Linked DNA regions of Mus musculus: region 2 is linked to region 1. A link is a contact called in public Hi-C data. All regions are on one chromosome and are shown on one strand. The core of a region is the stretch at or near the end of the contact, and the rest is flanking DNA. Distances in the headings are between cores, read along the strand shown.

The links. A called contact is a pair of places that touch in the nucleus more often than the background predicts.
Region 2: a Hi-C map of the N1E-115 cell line shows a contact between it and region 1, with 2.8 times the contacts expected there. The contact joins two enhancer-like sites. A contact is called at or near these places in 3 of 484 Hi-C or Micro-C datasets (the N1E-115 cell line, cortical neurons and neural progenitor cells), 2 of 115 datasets of contacts at active chromatin or transcription factors (embryonic forebrain and embryonic stem cells) and 1 of 9 other capture datasets (liver).

The regions. Positions count from the first base shown.
Region 1 is chr12:27,246,096-27,253,801 of GRCm38.p6, forward strand. No RefSeq gene overlaps it. Among named protein-coding and RNA genes, the nearest start is that of Gm40872, 42 kb to the left of the region's middle. Within about 2 kb of position 4,351, at least 3 of the 459 cell types and tissues checked have an H3K27ac peak or open chromatin away from gene starts, as enhancers often do. A contact at or near this core is called in the N1E-115 cell line, where this site is marked.
Region 2 is chr12:27,333,235-27,340,940 of GRCm38.p6, forward strand. It overlaps Sox11 (SRY (sex determining region Y)-box 11), which reads right to left. Exons shown (of 1, transcript NM_009234.6): 1 at 1,034-7,706. Among named protein-coding and RNA genes, the nearest start is that of Sox11, 5.6 kb to the right of the region's middle. Within about 2 kb of position 6,312, at least 58 of the 459 cell types and tissues checked have an H3K27ac peak or open chromatin away from gene starts, as enhancers often do. A contact at or near this core is called in the N1E-115 cell line, where this site is marked.

The sequences.
Region 1 (7,706 bases), core at 3,101-5,600:
TATTCCTCTGGTTCTGGTCTCGGGAGATCATACAGAGCCCAGGGATATCAAAGTATTAACAAGGATTATTGGCCTAGTTTTCTCCGAGGGCCTTTGTAGCCAGTGCTTCTACAAAAGAGTTCTTTTTATTGTTGCCTTAACCACAGGTGAGATATTCATTCAGATGGTTATCTCAGGCCTCAAGCACCGAAGCTCACTCCCAATGACAATGCCTAGTCACATCATTCCTCAGGAGAGTGTACTCCATACCCACACATGCCCTCCTGCAAATCAGTTGTCTGTTGCATGTACTTCGTATTGGTAGGAAGGTGGAGAGTGGTGGGAAGAGCTTTGGCATAGACAGAAGTCACAGAGGCAGACCCCTCACGATTGTGAACTATCTTCCACAGGTGCTTCACTTAGAGGTGACAGTGGTATTATGATCTCTCAGGATCCTGCTGCTCTGAGACCCTGAGGATATACTTACCTGGCTATCTAGCCTCCTCCACCTTGTGCTCACTGGAAAGGTTTACTAAATTGGCCACTCTTTGGTCATCACCAGGGCATGGCCTTGCCATGTACCTGGGCTGCAACCACTATCCTCTACCCAGAGCAACAGAATGAGCACTTCTTCCAGGAATGTGTGCCATGTAGAAATTTCTTCGACTTCAATGCCATGCAATCAATTCCCCACCTGGATGTATCACTGGTTGTATTTTTCTGAGATGATCACATTTGATTGACACACATAGTAGAATCTCAATAGGCATGTGTTATCTCTTTGTCTCCTCCAGTCTCCTAGCTAACCTCACTCTCATACTGGTTCCTCGATCCTTTTTTCCTTCTTCCCTTCTTTCTTCCTATCCTGTTGCACCATCTGCCCTCCCATTCCTCTTCAGTGAGGGGCTCCTTCTTTTCTAATAGGCAAGTGTGTGGCTAGGAATCTATGGCTCTTTTAGGTGCCTACATCCAAGGCTTGATTCAAGTACAGATATTCCTTATGCCCACAATGCCACATGGACAACTTCTGCTACCTCTGTCATTCATTGCACTTAGACCATCACTCCTAGTTTGGGGTCATCCTTTCAGCCCTTCCCTGAATATTTAAGGAATTCTAGAAGAGCAGAAAAGTAGGATTCCTGACTGTTCTTGTCCAGTTTGCAAGTGGAAATTCCTGCCTCAGAAGGAAAGAAAATGCATGAAGTTAATTTTTATACACAATCTAGTGAACTGAGATGTACTTGAATGAATTCAATAACATACACAAAAAAGTAAAATTTGGAAGTGTCCTGGGCTTTGCCTGACTTCTGTAGTCCAGTGCTAACTTCCCAATGGCTGCCAGGGACAGGGTCACAGAGATATTGCTACTATACAAAAATTACACAGCAGTAGAGCCTGGCTAGTTTGAGGAGAAAAAGAAGATTCCCTTTGTAAAAACAAAACAAACAGACAACAACAACTATGACCACAGCACTGCTTAGAGACTTGCTATTTTTTACAGACCAGCAGTGGAAGGGAAAGTAAAGGGTATAGCGGGCTCCTGCCTCTTAAATGCTGAGATTTGAAAGAAAGACACCTGCTTCAAGTAGGACCTAACAAGAGACTTCTTAGTGCTGTGGCCACACACAGCCGACACAGGCTCTGAGAAACGCTGACCCTGCCCAACAACCAGATACACTGAGCTCCGTGAGAACTCTTCAGCTCTCTGCCAGCAGACATTATTAGCTCTTTCCTTCTGCCCTTTAAAATGTTCACCCCTTTTCAACAACAGATAAGGCCACACCCATCTTTGTCTGGGTTCTGGACAACCTCAGCATCTCCAGCAGGTCCTCGGGAACTCCGGGCTTCAGATTCATGTGTTGTACATGGCAGTGTACAGATACAATCAAATAAATGTCATTGTCTGTCTCTATGCCCAGTATGCAGTGGTGAAATGTAATTAGAATAAGGCCCAGAAATCTGCCTTTTGAAGTGGAAATGGTTTTGAAATGCTGAATATCCTGTTGTCAACTGTAAGGATATCAGGTTTCCGGAACGATGTCTGGGTTTTATTACAACCATTTTGTATACCTAAGTCCTGCCTCGCCATTTATCCAGCATCTTTTTATGTATTCTGTTTTGTCCTCATTTGTTGGGTGCATCGGAGGGAGTCTACACAGTCACACATCTGGACACCCATGGTCCCTTGCGACTCCCTCCTCACCCCCCAGATCAGGGCTGAGATCACACCCAACCCAGGCAGCTGCACATCTTTGGTGTGAAATATGAAGAGGGAAAGGAGGAGATGAAAGAATAAAAGAAGGAGAAAATGTGTAATTATGAAACCTTGGAATCCATGGCGACCAGGGAAGCACACTGCTGAGAGGAGCCTGTGAGCTGGCAGCACTATCGAAACCACACATTATCTGTTAGGATTTTAAACACTGAAGCCCTGACAAAATGTCATTTTTATTCTTCTTTACAAATAGGGGAGGGTTTTTTGTGGGGGGGAGGGTTTCTTTAAGTGGCAGAAATAGCAGGAGGGACTTGGAGGGAAATCAGCAGCAAATGGACTGCAGGTTAATGAAGAGAGAGCCAGCTCCCCACCAGCTGGTTGCCAAGGCAACCATGAGCTGGACAGCACCATCTCCTTTTTTCTTCCTCATCACAGCCTAGGAGAGGAGGGCAAAGATGATGGAAATACTCAGACCATATTGCCAGCGCTGTTCACAAGTGCGAGGAAGGGAACTGGAGTGACGTTGGAGATGCTTCCCTGTGCTACTACACTGTAGCCTCTAAGACATTTGGGACACATTAGACTCAAAGGGACAATTCCAGATAAAGATGTAAATTTCCAGGAGACCTGTTAGGAAAGTGGCACAGCTAGAGAAAGTCAGAAGTGGCTGTCATTTTGCTGTGGTTTCCAACCTTGCCTGAGCTATCAGGTCCACCAGGTCCTAAAACAAGTTGCTTTGGGAATCTGTAGGTAAGAAGATATGTGGCCACAGCCACTGAAACAATGAATACCCTGCCCCCTGAGATGAGGACGTAGTGAGAAGACTTTGGAAACTAGGCTAAGAATCAAAGCAGGGCCAGAGTTAGGAGTTTAAGAGCAAGTTGTGGGAAACCTAGGTGGAGACTAACAACCAAGTCTAGAGATCTTGGAGAAAACAGAGGACCCAGAGTCAGGGTGAGCAATTAAAACCATAAAAATCCTACAGATAAGAATCCTACACCAAGGAAGTGAAAAGTGTTGTGCCCCAAGAATAGCAAGGGGTGAAGGTAAGAAAGTCCACAGAACTATCGAACTATCGATCAAGTGTCTGGTAGCTGCAACAGTTTTGAAAGGTTGTTGGGTAATAAATATATTTTAAGTTTAAGACCCATGACACCCAAAATTGACCTCTGCCTTCCACAGGCATGTGTACTCATATACATGCACACCCCACACATAGCTGTGCACACATGTACATGCATGCAAGCATGAGTGCTCGAATGCGCGTGCACATGCGTGAGCACACACACACTCATAGAAGAACTAAGGTAATGTGACAAATGATTCTGTACAATGAACATTTCTGGCATCAGTCAGCAGGAAGCCAGCTTTGGGAAAGAAATCTTAGTTTTCTCAAATACAGGAGGCTCTGACTCCTGATCTCAACCTCTATTTCCCAAATGTCTTTGACAAAAGAGTCTTAAAGAAGCCCTCAAGCTCAAGCCAAGATGGGGCAGAGCTGTCTATAGCCCCACATCATCGGGGGTGGGGGTGGGGGGGCAGATCATAAGTTCAAGACCATCCTGAGCTACATAGCAGTTCCAGGGCAGCCACAGGCTGCAGAGCAAGATCCTATTGAACAGAAAATAATGTGGAGACTCAGAAAAGATCTCACAGAAGCACTCATGAGTCCCATGGCTGTATAAAGTTTGGGGAGTCTTCCTGACACAAATGTACATAAGTCCAACCTAAGCATTCCCTGTATCTTTCTCATTGAACGTTGCTCAGTGCCAAGAGGTTTCACTGTTTGGGTTTTTGTTGTTGTTGTTGTTGCTGCTGCTGCTGCTGCTGCTATTTGTTTGTTTCCTTTATTTTCTATGCAGTTTCAACGTGTCAAAATTCAATCACAGACTTGGTCTATAAAAGTGGGGAAATAAGCCCTGGGGAGATGGATCACTGGGTAAGGTTCTTGCCATGCAAATATAAGGATCTAAGTTCAAATTGCAGTATCTAAGTTAAAGTTGGGCATGGCCATACATGTCTGTAACCCTGGGGCTGAGGAGATGGAGACAGGAAGTCCCCTATGGTTTGCTGGCCTTCTGGCTTAGGTAAATCAGTGAGGTGAGCCCCCCAGACATGAGAAAGCATGTGTACATACTAACATGCACTACCACATGCAAATGTACACACACACACACACACACACACACACACACACACACAGACATACACACAAGGCTTGGTTTTATTTGGTTGTTAGTTTTGGGTTGTTTAAAGAAGACTTGCAGATACAAGGAAAGTCCTTGATGGATCTCTGTGTCTCCTGCTCACCTCTGTCAAACTTACTGCAAGCATGTAAGATGTTGTGATTGCAAAAAAATGGGAAGAACATTTCTGGGCTACACCTTTGAATTTAAACCACTTAGCCAGACAGGGACCTCACAAGGCTGTGCTAAATGTGATTCAAGTATCTGGCATGTGAAGCACTGACATCATATTAAGGTTTTAGTTCTCCTGCGAGGTAGCCCCAAATCCCGTGGAAAAACATATTCTCCCAAGACGATACTAAACCTATAGGAAGTGATGCTCTCTGCTCCAATCGAGACCCAGATAACTTAAAAAAACCTCTTGCTAAATGGCATCACCGCAGCTGCATAGAACTGTTGCTGTTTCTTCCCTAAAGAGACACGGATGCTGGACACTTTCTTAGCTGTGCCTTCCTTGGCTATGGAACCAGACATGACATGATGTATTTCCAAGTGCTGTGTTAAATTCCCCCAAGCAGCACACTCTCAAAATTTGTCCCTGATCCCCATCACTTTGGTTTCAAAACAAATGATCTGAGTTTAAATTAAATCATATAAATATCATCATCTGGCTTGAGATTCTTTTCAGTAATGTTTAATTGCGCTTTCTAGATATGAATATCCAATACGCTGTAGAAACTAAAATTTAAATGTCAACAAATATTTAGTTAAAAGGAAGAAGGAAGGAAGGAAGGATGGGAAGAAGGCTCAATCTGTAAAGTGCTTAGTGCAAAAGCCTGATAATCTAGGTTCAGATCTCAGCATCCACAGAAAAAGCTGGGCTAGACAATGTTCACCTAGAGCTGAGGAGGTAGGGAGGAAAAGAGAGGAGGGCTTCCTGGGACCTGCTGGTCAACCAGCATACTTAAATCCGTAGATTCCAGATTCAATGAGGGACCGTCTCAAAAATCAAGGTGTAAAGTAACTGAGAAAGGCAATTCATACAAACCAGTGTACACATGTACATGACACATGTACATGCAATCGAAAAGAATCGGGGAAAGGGAGGAGGAGGGGAGAAGAGGAGGATTTCCTCTAGTGAGAGTGTTGTTAGAGCCCCTTCCTAGGTGACCTGTTTGAGTGCAGGCTGTCAGTCCACTTCAGTTTCCCCTGCCAACACGCATCTCGTCAGAGCTCAGCTCAGCTGCCAAGCCTGACATGCTGAGCGGACAGGTAATTGAGAGTGAAGAGACAGCTCCCTGGAAAAGACACAGTGTCTGTTGAGTGGGCCAGCAATGGCTAGAATCTCACAAGTGCCATGGCTCTTGTCCACCTCATCCACAAGCCCCATCAGTTAGTCACTGCCTGCAGAGGAGAGATCATGGCACCTGATACATATATATATATATATATATATACACACACACACACACACACATATATATATATATAACCACAGCAACGGGGTCCCTCTGTGCACACAAAGCTCACAGGCTGTGTTTCCCAAGGCAATGCCCATTTTACAGCATTCGTTTTTAATGAATATAACATTTAATTTTTCACTTCATTTATGCCTTTATTTCCGAGTGCCTATTATAGTTCCCCTGACAAAACACTCAGTGTAATAAGATGGAAAAATAAAGAAAAGCACGAAGAAGAAATTTCTAACCCCGTGCATGTTGCACACTCTGGAAGCAGTGGCCATTAACATGGGTGGCTATTTGAATTATTGACACCTAACAGGAATGTTATGATTTCACCTTCTACTCTTTTATTCGTATTTTAATACATATTCTTCCATGTTATTTTTACAAACACATTGAAGGTATTACTTTAATGGCCACCTAAATGTGTTCTATCATTTACTTAGCTAATACCCTATTGGTATACATTTAGATTGTTTCAGATTTCTCCTGTTCTAGAAAAGATAGCAATGGATAATTATTTATAAACTGTCTTCAGGAATGAAGATGCTTAGCATGGATTTCCAGCAGTAAAATGGCCTGATTGAGTTGTTTATAATGCCCAGCAGGTCCTGACATTGATTGCCAAAATGCTGTCCACCATGAGAACTATCTGTATAAAGAATTTCTACCCTTAAAATATATACATTTGAATATGTATTTGGGGCCAAATATGAGTCCTGATTATTATTTTGAAAATTATCTTCACTACAACTATTTCATGGATTAAGCTTATCACATGGATTTTTTTAAAAGAAACAACTTACATATATCAATTAATGTAGAAATACATTAATTAGAAAAAGTGCAGTGGGTCATATTATCTTAGCTAACAACATTATTCTGCTCCCAACATAGTTAGGTATCAGAATCCTATTAGATCAAATGTCCCACTTTGAGGAAAGCAGCCATGCAAACTCGCAGGTTCACCTATTTATCTGCTCAACCATTTGACTGTGTTCAGTCCCCAAGCTGGCCACTATGAGAAATGATCCATGGACTAGCCCTGTCTGCCACCCACATGGATACACAGACAGCCATACCAGAAACTTCAGGGCAGCTGAACCAGATGTATACTGAGTGAATGTAGCATCAATCCACAGAATTGTGACAGTTCTATAGAGAGGTCTCTGATAAAGGAGGTGGGTTACCCAGCTCTAGGGGCTGCATCTACTAAAACTTCCAGGGAATGTAATCAATATGTGGCTGCTTATTTAAGATAATGCACTAAAGAACACTAAAGGTCTTCCTAACCTATACGCGTCCTCTTCCTGGGTTAGCTGAGACAATCATTTTATAAATCTGAAGGAGACATGCTTCTCACCTCACGGGTATCAGCCTGCTCTGTCCTCTGATGTCCCAACAGTGGTCAGTCTCTGCTCCAATATCTATAGCTCCAATAGGGACTCTTATATATCCTCAGATATCTTAGCTATCCTTGAAAGCATATCTAAGTGGAGATTGAGTTTGCAGTATATCAGCACTCCTCAGCTATTTTAGGTTGTTTTTACTGTTCTTTCTAACACACAAGTATATTCCCAGTGCAATTGATGTAGAGTCAGCATACCATCCCCTTCTAATGCACTTCTGGGTTGACTGCCAGGGCCAGACCTCTTCTTGGTGGAGGAAGGACTCTGATTACAGTAGGTGAGCACAATGACCACTGTGGGACTTCATCATGTGTTGAATCATAGCTTCACAGAGTGTTCTGTGTCCTCACCTACACAGATGTGGATATGATACTATTTGCAGACACAGTCTTAAGAGACATGGGTCATTAGGGTGGACCCTAATCCACTATGAATGGCATTGTTAGAAGGCAAG
Region 2 (7,706 bases), core at 5,062-7,561, 89 kb after region 1:
CTCCCCCTTGTCCGGGACTTTGCTCTGTCTAACTGTAGGCTCGGGATGCTTCTTGGATGATTTCTCTGCTTTCTCCACTCTTCTTGGTGTCTGGACTCTGACATTTCAGGTTACAGTCTTCCCTTCCTACTTCCTCCCCATTTCCCCAACTCAACCCTGGCCAGCAAAGCACCAACTTTTGAGTTGTTTGTCCTCACCCTCAACTCTTGGGCCCAGAACAGAGCAGCTTCGCTCCAGAGGCAGGTAGCCAGCAAGCCTTCTCTCTGGGGTCCCAGGAAGGAGGGGCATTTGTTCAAGGAGGAGGTAGAGAATGGAAGGTCCTTCAGGCAGGGGTGTATGAAGTCAGAAAGACAGCTGGTTGAGCTTCCTAGAAAAGGGGATCCAAAGGGTCTGACTTGAATCTGGCGCCTACTATCTTCAGATTGACTTGACTGGTTCTCCTGCCGCTGCCTTCCCAAGTGTTAGGATTGCAGGCAAGTGATATCATGCCCAGTTTATGCAATGTTGGGGACCAAACCAAGAATGTTGTGTACATCAGGCAAACACCATAGCAAATGAGCTGCATCCCCATCCCTGAGGGACCACATTGTCTGATGACTATATGCCACCCCTTAGATTCAGTGCAGCTGTGTGTTCACAGGTCACCATAAACTTTGTCCTGGGCCCTAGCAGATAATGTACAACATGGCAGAATGTTTCCCTGGGACCTCGTTCTTTTCCTGTTGACCCTGGAGTATTAAAAGAAATAATTCTATTGAAATTAGTGCTTTGACTGATGTCAAAAATTGGATTGGCTACCTCAAGTTCACCAAGTTCCTCAATTCTTGTAATTGTTTACACTCTGGTAGGGAGGGGGCTTTCCCAGCTGTAGTTACCAGCCAATTTCAAAGTTGGTACAGTGGTTATGTGAAGGAATAGTCATGGTGTGTGACAGGCAATCCCCACCCACCCTGCAGTACATTCTACATCTGCTGGGAGATTTTATCGTGTTCAAAAGCATAGGGAAAAAAAAAGTCTTATCAATAGAAATTTAGCCAGAAATGTCAATGAATTTATTTGTTGAATTCTTACAAAAAAAACATCTACTTTAAGATGAAAGGCTGTATGTAGTCTATCTTGTTTTCTTTCAAAATAAAAGTCAAATCCTATGAAAGGGTGACACCCTTTGAAAGTCATCTATGAAGTAAAAATGTCTTATATAAAAACCAGAGAGCTGTCCAACACATGGAGCTGGGTATTTGTTCTTTTGCTTAAAGTTGACATTGGTCTTACCAGGGGCCCAGAAGTGGGTGTGTGAGCCACGCATGTGAGTGTGTAAGCCGTGCCCATAGAGATCCGTCATGATACGACACAGATGTTTCTACAAAACCAAATTTAATTAATATGCAACAAACACTCACCATGTAAACACATCTTTAAAAAAATCTGATAATAATTCCAAGGACCACTTACAGGCTTTCATAAAAACATCTTATAGCAAGAGTTTCAATACAGAATGGTTTCTATGTCAAAATACATTTACAATGTAAATTGCTTATAGAGGGGGAAAAAAAAAGACACTGAGGAATGGAGTTTGCTGGCATTGGATTCAACATCAGCAACTGCCCCTGAATAATCCCTTCATCCTCTAACTCTGACAAACAGGCTAACCTACCCCTCTATACTTTGCCTATGCTTTTTATTTACTCTATTGGCCAGTTAAAAATACCAAGACACGATCACCATGCTTATTCCACTGTGGGCAGCTCGCAGCCTGCCCTAAGCATCACTTCCTGAGGGCCCCAGTCCTGCCCAAGCTGTGGGTCCTGGTTGGATGCTGAGACACCAAGACTTTTCAAATCTCTCAGCTTCGAGACAACACTTTAGGAGTCACACAGTAGTTACCCAATGCAAAGTGGGAAAGATAAACAAAAAACAAAACAAAACAAAACAAAACAAAAAATCAAAAACAAAACAAAAAAGTCACATAAAAGCCACATGTGGAGATTGATCACACGATTTTTATTGGTCTTTTGAACAAATGTATTCCTCTGTGAAAAACTCCTGCAAAAAGAGACATTGGAGTGTATGAATTCAACCCTGAGCATTAACACTGCATTCCAAGGAGGGCGGTCACGAAGCTGGTTTGATTGAAGCACAAAGCACAAGCCACTGATACTCTCTTGTGTGATCAGGTTTTTACAAAAAAATACATAGTTTTCAATAAATAATGCTTAATTTTACAACTTTGATACAGCAACGTCATACAGTTTCAACACACTACACTCTGCATGCTAGATAACCTCTACCAGAAGACATGACTTCACCATGCATTTGCTGCCCTAGTGCTACGGGACACTTACGTAGTCCCCCAGCGCACTGCCTCAGGTAGCTTCTCCTTCTCTCTGTCTGACAGCAACAGGTCCTGCGCTGGCATGCAAACTCTATAAAAGTCCCCCCATAACCCACTCAGACTTCTAAACAAAAGGGCTTTCCAGCTATTCCTCTCCCAAACCTGGAGCAGCTGTGAAAGTTGCTTTTTTTTTTTTTTCCTTTTTTCTTTTTCTTTTTTTCTCGGCCTTGGAAAACAGAACACTTGTTAACAGTGCCATGCTGATAACTACTCTCAGACTTCAGGTGGCTCTGTCCCGGGAAACAAAGCATCACGGGATGGGTTGCCACGACCACTAGGTGTCCCATACCTGAGACACAGGCCTCCGTTTCAAAACAGTCCATTCAAACAAGGGTGTTACAGAACAAATGGGAACAACTGATACCCACAACATATGTACAAGAGCAAAAGTAGACAAAGTGGGGAGTCCATGACAATGGCATAGGACGCTTCTCCCTGTGTGATTCAGGGGACGAGGCATAAGGTTTTTGAACACAAGCTGGGTGAAGAGAAATGGGATCGAGGGCCCTTTGTCAATATCCATTTGATCAAAATTCTTTTTACGCTATGTCTTGATTATTTCCAGTCGTTCTGTTTTTGAAGGGGAGGGGAATGTAATGTGCCTACTAAACTTAAGTGTCACGTTTTTTTTTGTTGTTGTTTTTTTTTTTAAAATCTCTTTGAGGACCCTGGAGGAAATCCTATGTTCAAATGCATTTTCAAACTTGTCCTATTGCTTTGTTTGGTCTTTTTTTTTTTTTTTTTCACAGAAGAGACTACATAAAAGAAGTTTGATCAAACAGTGAGGCTGGAGCCTCCACATGGGCACATCCAGGTTGCCTAGTGGCCGACTGCTCATCAGGAGGCACACCTCAGCTCCTACCTATTGCTCTTTGTGGCTGTGGTGAACTGTGTTTGTCAAGTGCCGGCAACCGGAAGTTCCCAGTGTGTGGAAACCACCCTGTCTGGGCACAGGCAGACAGGCACTGGGTCTTCAAAGAATATCGCTATCCAAGAAAATTATTACTTCTATACATGGAACGTTATGAGTGGATTTCCCTTTGTACGCCATGCTATATTTTATGCACGTTTTGTGCTTTTATTGAGTATAAAAATAGGTCTCCTTTAAAATTCTGTTTAAGTTCACTAAAAAACTACTTGTTTGTGAAATTCTCTTATAAACTCACTGCATCCACATGGAATAGATAAACTAATCAGGCAGCTAACGCATCTAGGTAGTGTTAAAAAAAAAGAAGAAGAAGAAGACGATGGGAAAAAAATGAAGGTGTGTTAGGAGTTGGGAGTTGGGGAAAGGGAGGCAGCAGTAAAGGAATGAATGGGAAGTGGCTTGGCTTCAGTACTTTTATACTGTGGTGGAAAACATAAGCAACACACAAAGGGGGCATGAAAAACCCCAAACCAAAACCTGAGTTGTTATCAAAGAGCAAAAAATGTTGAGCTCATCAAACCCAAAGAGATATGGCAGGATAAATCAATAGGAATGGACAGTGAGAAAGAATTGATAATCAAAATAAGCCAACTCTCAGAGAAACACGTCAAGAATCGTTACATGGAGACGTTTACTTTGGGGACTTATGAATTCCTGTTCGGACACATGTAAGGCTCAGTCCTGTCGTGCTTGCAGGCCACAGGCTATACAAAGGGTATCTGAAACTGACATTCCTAATGAAGTTTTTTTTTTTTTATATATAAAATTTGGCCCTTAGAATAACTGAGAAATATCCTGAAAAACCTTCCCTGAAACTGTAATAAACAAAGTTTCTTTATCTACTGATAAAATCGACAACTCAGTAAGCTAGTTTCGCTGGTCTTCCTACATAAGAAAAAAGCACAAATATAGTTGCCTCAGAAATCTGTTAAAAGCAGAGAACCTTGCAGGAAAAAGAGTATAAAGATTCTAGAAATGAGAGAGTACAAGAAAACCTCTCTTCCAAGTGTCCACAAAGATACATATGCCCATTAGGAGAAAACAGTGAGACTATACAGAATACCCCATCAGAGAATAAGAAAGCCGAGTGATGGAGTATATTTCTATTGAATGACTACTTGAAAATTGAGCAACTTATTTGCCTTATTTCCCAGATTCCTTGGGCAAAACTCATTTGAATTCTGAAGTGAAGAACAAATGTTCATTTCTTACACTGTTCTAGTATCAAGATGATTGTGGTTTCAATTCCCAGAGAAAAAAAGTAGACCTTGCCTTTTGATTTTTTTTTCTCTCAAAACAACTAAGTCAGATCCTGACTGCTAAGAGCATGCATATTTAAATCACTTCCCCTCCATTAACATTAAAAAGAACCATCCAGGCCCAAAAGAGCTGCAATGATTTTTTTTTTCTAGCTAAAGGCTAATCATTCTACAAATAATTTGCCCAGTGACCGTAGTCATTCATAACATGTATTTGCAAAGCACACTTTAAGCACACTGCCTTTCATTCGTATTATCTTTTTAATAAGGATGCATATCGAGAATGTAGAAACTGGAAATTATTTCCACAGCTTAAAGAATAAGAGAACGCTGGTTCAGGTGTTTTTGTTTTTTTGTTTCTTCAAAGATGGAAATCTCGCCAAAAAAAAATGCACTCGAGTCTGTGAACTAGGTACAGGAGCAGGGTACCCAACCGGCTAGACTGCTATGCACACAACGCCCACGCCCACGTTACCATTTTAAGATACTGTCAATGCTCAGTTAAAAATAAGACTTACTTAGGAGGAAAAAAAATGCAGCTAACCTTTTATTGAAGCCTGGCCAGTAGCTGGAATACCTTGTGTATTAGACATTCAATAGAGTTCACTGGGAATGGTCTTCACAATGCATTCGTCGAAACCGCTTTAAATATTGTTAAAAGCGCATTCAAGCGCCTTTCCTGAGTTCTAACTGGGATTTAAAAAAAAAAAAAAAAAAAAAAAAAGAAAGAAAGAAAAGATTTCTTTTTTTCCTGATCTCCAACCAAGAACTGTCTCTTCTTTTCCTACCAAGAAACTCGGCCACATAATTTTAAAATACAAATTGCAGCTATGCTTCCATTCTGAAGCCAGATCCTCACTCCTTTTCTAATTTATTTAAAAGTTCCTTCCTCACCATGGAAAACGCCCGACGGGAAACGGGAACACATGCAAATGTTAAGAACTCAAGACACTCAGAATGCCTTTTCCTTAGGCTTCAGAATCTGTCCCCAGTAAACCGCTGGTGAAATTATTCGCGGCTTAAAGGTCCCCGCGTGGCTCACAGCAGGGCGCTGTGGGGGAGGGGTGGGCGAGGGAAGCCCGAAAAAGCCACACCGGGTCGCCGCCCCACCCACGCGCTATGAGATCGCGCTGCTCCGTGAGGGCGAGCTCTCTATCTGCAGTGCCTGTCTTGCGTGGGGCACCGACCTGGATCCCTACTGGTCAAGTCCCCGCGGTCAGCGCCCGCGCCGTAATGGTTTCTGTGGGTCTAGAGTCGGGCTGTTGGGCACCGAGTTTCAATTCACTGCTGAAGGGCTCCTCGGTCGCGTGCGTCGCGGCCCTGGGGAGTTGGGCTTGCGCGCGGGACACCACGAGGGACAAGCTGGCGGGGGGGAGGGGGCAGTGGGGGAGGGGAGGGCTGGACCGGGCCCCTGGAGGCAAATGCTCCATCAAAGAAACCAAAGCCATCCTGCACCGTGAAGGCGGCTCTAGGCGCATTTGCTTTCCTCGTGCCCCACCCGCGTGGATAACGCTGAAGGGCGCGGCCCTCTCCACTCGTATCTCATTGAGCGCGCGCGCGCGCGCGCAGCGATGCCGCCCGCGGATGGGGGTGGAGATTTAAAAAAAAAAAAAAAAACCAACAACAACAGAAAAAACCCAAAGCCAGAAGCGGAGGCCTAGCCCTGTGGACACTAGCTCCAGACTCGCCAGGCACGGACCAGCGCGAAGCCCACGGCGGGGATGGAGACGCAGGGCGGGGTGAGAAGGGAGGACACCGGGCTGCAACCTATGGCAGCCTAAGGGCTCCAAAAAGCGGCATCCGCCCTCCGCCACCCGCGTCCGCTGCGCGGTGAACACGCGGCTCCCGGGAGAGACTAAGGGCCATGCGAGCTTCTATCCGATCCTGCTGATTTATTAAAATCAAGACACAGACTTCAGCACACACAAAAAAACCCAAAAACCCCGGCGGTGACTTCGACAGTGCATTGAGTCTGCTTCGCCACCATTTGCTACTAAATATGCAATGGTCTGTTTATTTAATTATATTGCACAAAATGAGAAAATTTTAAACTATGTGCCTTTCCTTTTTCTTTTTGATAAAAATCGCGTATCCAGTTTCAAACCTTCTGTCTGGGGCCCCGTCCACACATCACAGCGATGAGATACATAGGTCCTACTATGATACAGTACATACAGTCTTAAACTAAGAACAGCTCTGAGGTCTAGGTCACCATTTTCAATAAATCTTTACCTACAAATATTGAACAAATCTCTACTATAGCTGTACAAAAAAGTTTGCTTTTTTTTTTAAACCACAAGGCCTTTAGATGCAAGGATTACTTTTAAATTTTTAATCCTTTTAAACCAGGACATAACGTACCAACATATTTGCATGCTAAAAAAACAAACAAAAAAGAAAAACAAAAACAAGAAGAGAAAAAAAGAAAAAGAAATCAAAAGGGAAGAAGTGCCTGAAAGTCTTACTGAAAAAACACAGCAAGATTGTTCCCTTTTCACTGTACAAAAATACGCCTGAAAATATATTAATTTTTAAAAAAGATTGAGGTCTGTTATGTATCAAAAATGTTTCAATACCTTTTTGTACTGAGGTCTAGGCTGTAAGGTATTCAATCAAGGAGGTATAAGGGAACGAGTTACCAAAAAAAGGTTGCCAAGTAGAAATCACATTTGTAAAACCATAAACAATTTGATCTGAAAAGTAAACTCTGGTCTTAAGTCAGTTCACAGTTATGATTTTTGTAAGCGTTTGTACAGACTGCATTTTTTCAAGCTCCCTGCAGTTTAAGAAATCGGATGCATAGAAGACATCAGCTTTCTCCCTCCAAAAAAGAAAATAAAATAAAAAGGTTGCAATGGTCCCTTTTTGTGTTTTTCTTTTTTTAAATCACCAGTTCCTTTTTAAATCTCTTAAGAAAAAAAAATCAACTCCCTAGAGTAACAGTTGTGCCGTCTAAAGGGTCCTCTGCCGATGTCTTTCAGACTTCAAAGAGCCACAAGCTTCAAACAGCGCCTTCCGGAGCGGGGCCTCCTCCCCTCCCCCGCCCGGTCCCCTCTGCCTTTGTTGCAATCACGAATTTCAGGAAAAAGAAATAGAAATTACAAAACACGTTTTTTTACGGGTGGGG